Linked DNA regions of Sus scrofa: region 2 is linked to region 1. A link is a contact called in public Hi-C data. All regions are on one chromosome and are shown on one strand. The core of a region is the stretch at or near the end of the contact, and the rest is flanking DNA. Distances in the headings are between cores, read along the strand shown.

Region 1 (4,152 bases), core at 462-2,961:
TTTTCTACCACATCAGTTGACAATGCTTTCCCAGCAGAAATTTGGAATTTGAGTAATCCAGGTCCACGTGAATGCAAAAAACTGGCTTGTCTAGTTCAAAAGTAACTGCCCTGTGGTCAGGTTCTCTAGGACAGTTCATCTGGTTCTGCATTCTGACCTCGACCATGGTTTTTTTTCCCCCTCTGCGGTCATCAATCCAAACATGATTGCTTACAACCACTATCCGGTGGAGACCCCATAACGCAGGTGGAAGCATCCTCCCATATCCCTATTTACTTTTATTTTTACAGCCTTCTTCCCAGTCCTTACTTGATTTTCTTAATCCCAGGCCGAAAAAGTAAAAGCATCACCGCAATTTAATAGATTGAAAGGGGACCCAGAAGACTGAGGAACAGGACGGACATCCAGTGGCCTTTGTGGACAAGAGGCTTAAGGGAGTGGCAAGGGGCAATTCTCCTAGCTCAACTGACCCTCTAAGCAGCGGTATGGCCCCCAAAGCAACGACTCTCTCAGGCCTGGAAGACAAAGGAAGGCTCACGGCCGAGTGGTGACGGGGTGGGTGGGGGCAGCGACTCGCGTGAGCTCGGGGACGTGAGAACGCAGCCCCCGCCCTCTTCCCGCCTCCATCCCTGAGACAGGCGGAGCCGCCGGGCCGCCCCCAGAAAGGTCTCCCGGCGGGGCAAGCAGCGAGTCCCAGGAGCCCGCACACGCCCAGGCACGGGCGACGGCGGGACTGCGCCGTGAGGGCGGAGCTGGGCGAGAGGGCGGAGCCGGCGGCCGAAGAAAGGCCGAGCGTCCGAGGGGGCGGGGCTTGCGCCGGGAGGGCGGGGCCGAAGGCGGGGAGGAGCCGGCCGGGTCCGGGGCTGCCTGAGACAGTCATTGCCCTGGCGGCGGCGGCGGCAGCGGCGGCGGTTGGCCAGTGGGGGTTGGGAGGAGCGCGGCCGAGGCTGCTGGGGCAGCTGGAAGTGGCAGTTGCCGGGGGCCAAGAGAGGCTCTGGACCCAGGAGCGTGCTCCGGGCCGGGCTGAGGAAGCGGCTGCAGCTGAGTCCGGGGAGCGCTGGCGGCGGCGGCTTCTCAGCGAAGCAAGTGCCTGAGGCTGAGAGTCCGCAGCGGCGGCGGCGGCGGCCGGGACCGAGGTAACCGAGGGGCGGCGGCGGCGCTGGAAGCGAGGCCCCACCCTCAGGTCGGAATCTCGGGGGCTGGGGTTGAGGCTCCGACCTGACCCACCCACCCTTTCCAGCCTTCGGCCGCAGACCCTATTTCTCCGGTGGCTCCGCTGTGGGCCGGGCCGGGGCGGGAGCGGCGCCCGGGGTGGGGGCGCGGAGTTGGACACCTATCGGAGGCGACCCCTTATCAAGGATTGGCGAGGACGTCGTGCACCCCCTCCCCCTTGAAAGGACACACCCCAGTCTCGAGGCGGGGCGGGGTGTCGAGGCGTTCCCAGCCTTCTGGAAGGAAGACCTCTGTGTGGAGGCTACACCTCCGTCCTTGGCCTCTACGAGGTGGCCCCCCTGTGGCTCCCTGGGGCTGCTGAACCCGAGGGAGGTTCCCGTCTTTGGGAATCCCGGAGTTCCTTTTGTCTATCAGCTGAAACTAGAGGCCGGAACTGTAGGCAAACACCCACCAGCCCCGAAGCCCTCTACTCCTTATCCCTTTCCTGCCTGGAAGGAATTCTCCCAGGCAGCCTTTTCTCCGGTCACAGTAGATTTCATTCCTTACCCCATCCGAAACCTTACTCTTTGGCGCAGAGGAAGGAAAGATTCACGTTGTATTGGTGTTTGGATTTATCATTCATGTAAACTCATCTCCCTCCTCCCCTCTTTTTTTCTTTTTAATCCATTTCCATCCAGCCGCAATCCTGATAATCATCTCCAAAATTTTGCGAACTATCAACAAAGAAGTGTGGCTGGTCAAGTAAATAGACCCCTTGATTGGCTGGTCTGTGCAAGTTAATAGAGCTTTTTTAACGGCGCTCTTCTACCAAGCTAGTCCCAAAGACCTTTCTGGCTAGTTAAGGATGTTACTGCATGTGAATAAAGTGTTCTTTTCTCCTTTCTCCAGCGAGATTTTAAAAATCTAGGGTAACTTGATTCAGATGTAGCCGTTTGGGAAGCCTAACTATAGAGAAAGGAAAATATAATTCTGGTTTTGGGTTAGTTGCCCAACTTTTTAAAAGTGCTAGAGATGAAGTGTATGGATTTTTGATATTAACTGGTAAATTGTATTCTTTGCTAAGTAGGCTTTTAGCCTGCGGTATTTTGCACTAAGATTTTTTTTGTATATTTTATTTGAGTGACTAGGGAATTACTGATTACCTGGATATCTTAAACCGAGGAACCTGTGGGCAGGTTAATCAAGAATCTATCTTAAAAAATTGCATTTAATGAATGCTTTGAATTAAGAAGGTGTTAACAGTGGTTTGTCATTTTTGCCACGTAAGAGACCATAATCTGAAACAGTTCTCTCCCTCGCAGTTGCCCATATTTCAGAAACTGGCAAGGTCTCATACTTGGAGTGACTGTCCTTCAACAAGAAGTGTAGCACTAACAATCTACTGTGTAAATTCAATCTCTTTGATAGCATTTACTATAATGGACACCTCTTCTGGATCCAATTTTCAGATACAAAGTTAACGCTTGAAATCTGGAGAAGCATTTTGTACAGATTGAAAGATTGGGCTTTCTCTTTAGTTTTCCAGATGTATTGTCTCATCTACATACTTGAAACATCCACAATCACTTAAACTCCACATGTAACCATGGAGTTACTCGACCCATCAAGATATAGGAAAAGTGTTGCCAAGGTTCGGAACCAGGCAGTTTTCCACCAGTTCCGCAATTAATATAAACTAATATATTCTCTGCTGATTATCAAGAATAAAGAGCCAAGTAAAGTCATGCACATTCTGTTGGCAGACGGACTCTGTGGCTGTTGAATTTTACTGTAACTGGTTATTACTGTGTCATTCAAAGTCAACTTAATGTGCAAGTTATGTCCTAATGGATGTAAAGACCTTGATGTATCCAGATTCTAGCAAATGTTGAAGATAAGAAACCTATTATGACTAATCCTTGGGAAGAGAAAGTCTGCAAAATGGCTCAAACGAGTTTACTACAGGGGAAGCAGTTTTACTGTAGGGAGTGGGTTTTCCACAAGCTTCAGCATTGCCTCCAGGAGAAAACTAACTGCTGCAACAGTGTTGTCAACACACAACCCCTAGTAATGAATTCTGGGAATAATGCTAGTGTTATCTCTGGAAAAGGAGCTGCTTGGGGTGTATTATTGGTAGGAGGGCCTGGCAGTGGCAAGACAGCCCTTTGCACTGAGCTCTTATGGCCAAGTTCACCTACAAGCTTGCAGAGAGGTTTACATCGCCAGGCTTTGGCTTTTCACTTCTGCAAAGCCCAGGATTCTGACACTTTGTGTGTTGGAGGGTTCATTAGAGGTCTGGTTGCCCAGATCTGCCGCAGCAGACTACTCCAAGGATATGAAGACAAGCTAAGGGATCCAGCAGTTCAAAGCCTCCTACAGCCCGGGGAATGTGAGAGAAACCCAGCTGAAGCATTTAAAAGGTAACTGTGAGAATGTCATGGTGTTCTGTTTCTATGCAAAGATTAAAGTTTTTTGTTTTTTTGTGTTTTTTTGATTTTTGACTTTGTGGGGTACTTTTACTACTGCTGGATATTTGCAGATAATCTGCTCACTTTGAATGCTGAAGGAAGTAAAATTTAAGCTTTGTATTGTGAGGATATCCATTAAACGTATGTCTTTTACTTGTTTAATAACAATGTGAAACAAGAAACTTAGTTTGAGAGGTGTGATTCTTGCAGACTTTGTAATGTGTAAGGGCTGTCCACTAAAACTCTGGCAAATAGGGCAAATCTGCTATTAGCTATCAAAATCAGGGTTAGAACTGTTGTATCATTCCTAAATTAAGGAGGAAATTTTTCAGGCAATGCCTGTATCACAAATATGGCACTCTAGGTTTGATGGGCAGGGTTCAGTATGGAATCACTGTGTATGGAGTCATAATGTAGTCTTGACTTATTACTTTTCTGAAGATAATATCACTAGTTGAAGAACTGAATTTTCATTTCTTATAAGTAATTTCATGAACTATGGATTTATTGAAACTTTAGAAAATGTTTCAAA
Region 2 (4,152 bases), core at 864-3,363, 290 kb after region 1:
GACCCAATGCACATAAAAGTCTGTGTGCACCTTTCAAGAATGGGGTCTCTGTTTCCCCCAGTCCCGTGGAGCTCCTGCATACAAGCCCCACTGATCTTCAATGCTAGATGCTCTGGGGGCTCTTTCTCCCAGTGTCAGATCCCCATGCTTGGGATTTTGATGTGGGCTCAGAACTCTCACTCCTGTAAGTGAGTCTCTATGATGCTGTTACTTTCCAGTCTGTGGGGCTTCCCACTGGAACGTATGGAGTTGCTTCTATCACGTAATCGCCCCTCCTACCTCTCAATGTGGCCTCTTCTTTGTCTTCTGGAGTATGATATCTTTTTTAAGTTTCCAGTCCATCTGGTTAACGGTTGCTCAATATTTGGTTGTAATTTTGTTGTTTTATGAGAGAAGTTGAGCTCCAGTCCTTCTATTCCCTGTTTTAATCCTGTCATTTATTTTAAATACTTAAAAAATTAGTAAGATTTTCTCCAAATTATAAATATCCAAATTTCTAGTCATTCCTAATAGTGTGTTTAGTGAGAAAAGAAACTTAGATGCTATTAATTACTGTATCAACTCAAATAACCTCTCCAATTTCTCAAAGAAGGGAAATACAAGCAAGGTTTTCAGTATATCCAGTAAGATAATTTCTTTCCTTCTTATCAAACAAAACCAAAAATTGCCAAAAGTTTTACCACTATATGTAATTTTTGTTAACATCTTGAAAAGCAATTATTCGAAATACACTAGATCAACCACAGTACTTCAACTGCTTTTATTAAACCTTATGTATCCCAGTCATCTAAGAGAACAGATTATGGGATAGGGTGTGGGAATCAAAAACAATCATCTAATAGTGAACAGGAAAAACATGTATGTTGTTGAATGTATGAAATTAAAAAAAAAAATCTCAAGTTCCTGAGTCAATAATTATTTCAGTTACATAGAAACAAAGAAAAAGTATTACAAGTTGAGCAAATTCCATTATTTTTTAAAAACATAAGCAAAGTTTGGTTGAAATCATAATCTATCTTATGCTGAAATGAGCCATTTGTAGTTTGTATTCAACATGTTAGTTATGACAGAGTGCACTTCATATTTGATATGAATTTAGCAAGTGAAAATTCCACCAGGCTATTCTGTCTGCTTATAACAGCTTTTACTTAGGCCAAATATGACTTTTTAAAAAGGAGTTATTGATGGTAGAAATTAACATCTAAGAATTATCTTTCTCCTTTTTCTCGAAATATGAAAATAATGATAGTTATTTGGGTTAAAGACTCTAAAGGAAGAAGAGTGTGACACATATAGGGCCCTAGAAGTTAGATAAAAAGCCTGCAGTTGTGCATGCTTTTTCATCCAACCTTCTCATTAGGTAACTAAAGGACAAAAATAAAACTGAATCAGAATTTTATATTGTTTGGTGTAAATTTCAATGATTTGAAATATAAGTTGAATTCAGAACCAACTCTTTTTAGTTCTTAGGGATAACAACTGAGTTCAAGAGCTCACAACAACTACAATGGGATAATTTTGGATATTTTTTTGAAATTTATTCATTCAGTTTGTTTCCTGGAATGAATACTGGTAGGATAAAACTTGGCTCTTTAATTTCTTATTAAAGAAGAATCAGAGATCCACTGAATTACTAAATCACTCATGCGTTTATTTAACTTGTTAATTTTTTTAACTCAACAATCAAACTGAGTACCTACTATGCAAACCCAACAGAAAACACTGAGAAAATTAAAATGTACACCTCTTGGTTCCTACTCTCAACAAAAAACTGACAAATTTTGAACATAGACTATAGCCACAGTCAATGTCAATATTGCTTTTTGTAGAATGAGGCAAAAACAGAAGATATTTTAGAACTTTTTTCTCTATTCAAATTAATAGTAAATAATAAAATTTATTAATTGCATGTGTTTCATATCTTGCTATAAAACACACAGAATCAAATTTTCCTAAAGCCTTCATAAGACATTATAAGCCTCTCCAATCTCCTCAGTGTGAAGTTAAGTCATTCTACTTCACAATAAATAACACAGAGAAAAGGCCAGTAAGAGAGGGGAGGGTATGGGAGATTGGTTTTGATTAGTCTGTGATGTGACGTGTCTGAAGAGTCTCTGAACCACAGAGACTAACTCTGCCTAACCCTTTCTACAGCTGCTGATAGAGGAAAGACTGGTGGAAAAGAGAGACAGAGCCAAAAACTTTCAGCATTTTTATTCCTATGATTTGTTGGACTGCTTCATTATTCCCCATGCTTTCTCTACACACAAACACACACACAGAGTAGTATTATAATATCATGCTACTGTTAAACCATATTTTTCTCTCATTTAAAATATAAATAAATGGTGTTAACATGCAAATTCTTCATATATTTCAAACTCTTGTTTTCATGTATGAAAGGCTTTTATTTAAAAGCTAATAATGCATTGTATTTTATAACTAAACATCAAAGTCTAGCACACTGCATTCTAATAATTAAGTCTAATCCATGGCGAAGGATCAAGAATAGCTAAGTCTGGAAGCCATTTTACCAGAGAAAAAATTTATTTGCAAGGGCAAAACACAAACGTCCAAGTACTCTGGAAGCCCAGTGGAAGGGCACCTAAACCCTGTCTTGGAGCTTCAGGGAAGGTTGTTCTTGTTTTTGTTTTTAATAGAAGTCACTGGATGAAATCAATCTTCAAAGAGCAGAGTAATCAGCTGGGCATTGTGGTGATAAGGTGACTGAGGTGGGAGTGTGAGGGAAAGATGGGGGCATTCGAGGCTGATTGACAGAATGAGAAAAGGTACATACATGAGAAAAACCACAGAGTGTGGGTAACTTTCATTTCCTGTAGATGTGAGAGCAGCCCTTGAGAAGCTGGAAAAGGAGGCTGGATGCTCCAACAGAGATATGAAACCTTATCCCACAGTGGCCATGCACAGCCACTGTCAGGCTTTTGTTTGGAGTGCTTTTTCTAGCAGCTGGGAGGCAGATGGATTCAGGGGTCAGGTCAGCTGGCACAGAGCCCAGCTGGGTGGCTGGGAACACTGGCCATTTGAGGAATGATGAGAAACTCTATAAGGATGGTGATAATAGGAAAAAGAGGGTTCAAGGCTGGAAAATGTTTAGAAATAAAACAGCCTGAGTTTAGAATGGGTGATTGGATTGGGGTGAAGGGAAAGTGAGGAAGAAGGAAGCAACAAGGAAGATGCCTTGACCTGCAGCATGAGTGACGCTGCTGCCTAGAAGAGAGTACAGCATGTGGGCAAAGCAAGTTTAAGGGAGAGCAAAGCTCACTTAGGGATTTGAACTCTCAATGTCTCACAATTTGCTGGAGCTAATGAATTCCATCTAAGACAAGTGTATTTTCCAAAGGTAAAGTTTAGCATAAACTTTCTTACCTGACATTGGAAGGTGATGTATATTTTGTAGAGACTTCAATTCAGGGTCGTCACTTCACTTAGGTGTTTAAAAATAAGAATTAAAGTCTAGGGGAAAAAGAGGAGGATATTTAAAATTGAATACAAAAGTTACCAAATCAGTATTTCATGTCATAATCAACCTCTCAAAAGCTTGACTATATAGGATGCTTCATGTATATTGGATGAACACATTTTTTCAGTTATAATAACACATTTACAAAGTTTTAGCCATGGGCTGAGTTCTACATGAATACTCACTCTATACTCACACAATCCTATGCGGTAGGCACTGCTAGTAGTCAAAAGTTACAGAGGGGGAAACTGAGGCCTGGAGTCACACACCACAAGTGACAAGGCTGGGCTCAATCTTGACAGTCCAACTCCCCAGTCTGTGTTTTTCGCCACCACATGAGGCTGCCTTTCTCACAATATGTGAAGGTCTTAATTTAGATGTTCACCTTGTCCTGACATCATCATACAATGGAGTCCAATTATAGTTGCAAAAATGATTTAATACTATCGGGTTATTTTAGATTTTAAAAATTGTAGGACTTGAGCTGCTGATGGCCCAGGAGCTTCCATCAAGAAGTCAGGCTGTGGCCCTCACCAGATGAGGGACTTGGTCCCCTCACAACCCCTCACTGAGCCTTAAGTCCTAGCCCCTGGTCTTATCCAGAGTGAGCTTTCTATGGCCACAGAAATTAAGTCTCATCTCACACCGGGGGTTTTCTGGCTACACAAACT

The links. A called contact is a pair of places that touch in the nucleus more often than the background predicts.
Region 2: a contact with region 1 is called in a Hi-C map of fetal skeletal muscle, with 4 times the contacts expected there. The contact joins the enhancer-like site here to the promoter of LOC102159784 in region 1. A contact is called at or near these places in 1 of 5 promoter capture datasets (fetal skeletal muscle), 2 of 47 Hi-C or Micro-C datasets (embryonic fibroblasts and fetal skeletal muscle) and 1 of 2 datasets of contacts at active chromatin or transcription factors (skeletal muscle).

The regions. Positions count from the first base shown.
Region 1 is chr8:99,781,928-99,786,079 of Sscrofa11.1, forward strand. It overlaps LOC102159784 (atherin-like), which reads right to left and starts at 1,712. Exons shown (of 3, transcript XM_021100545.1): 1 at 1,662-1,712; 2 at 471-1,333. The coding sequence starts at 1,712. ANKRD50 (ankyrin repeat domain-containing protein 50) reads left to right here and starts at 870. Exons shown (of 5, transcript XM_021101614.1): 1 at 870-1,136; 2 at 2,475-3,572. The coding sequence starts at 3,061.
Region 2 is chr8:100,068,313-100,072,464 of Sscrofa11.1, forward strand. No RefSeq gene overlaps it. Among named protein-coding and RNA genes, the nearest start is that of ANKRD50, 290 kb to the left of the region's middle. Within about 2 kb of position 2,114, at least 4 of the 83 cell types and tissues checked have an H3K27ac peak or open chromatin away from gene starts, as enhancers often do. A contact at or near this core is called in fetal skeletal muscle, where this site is marked.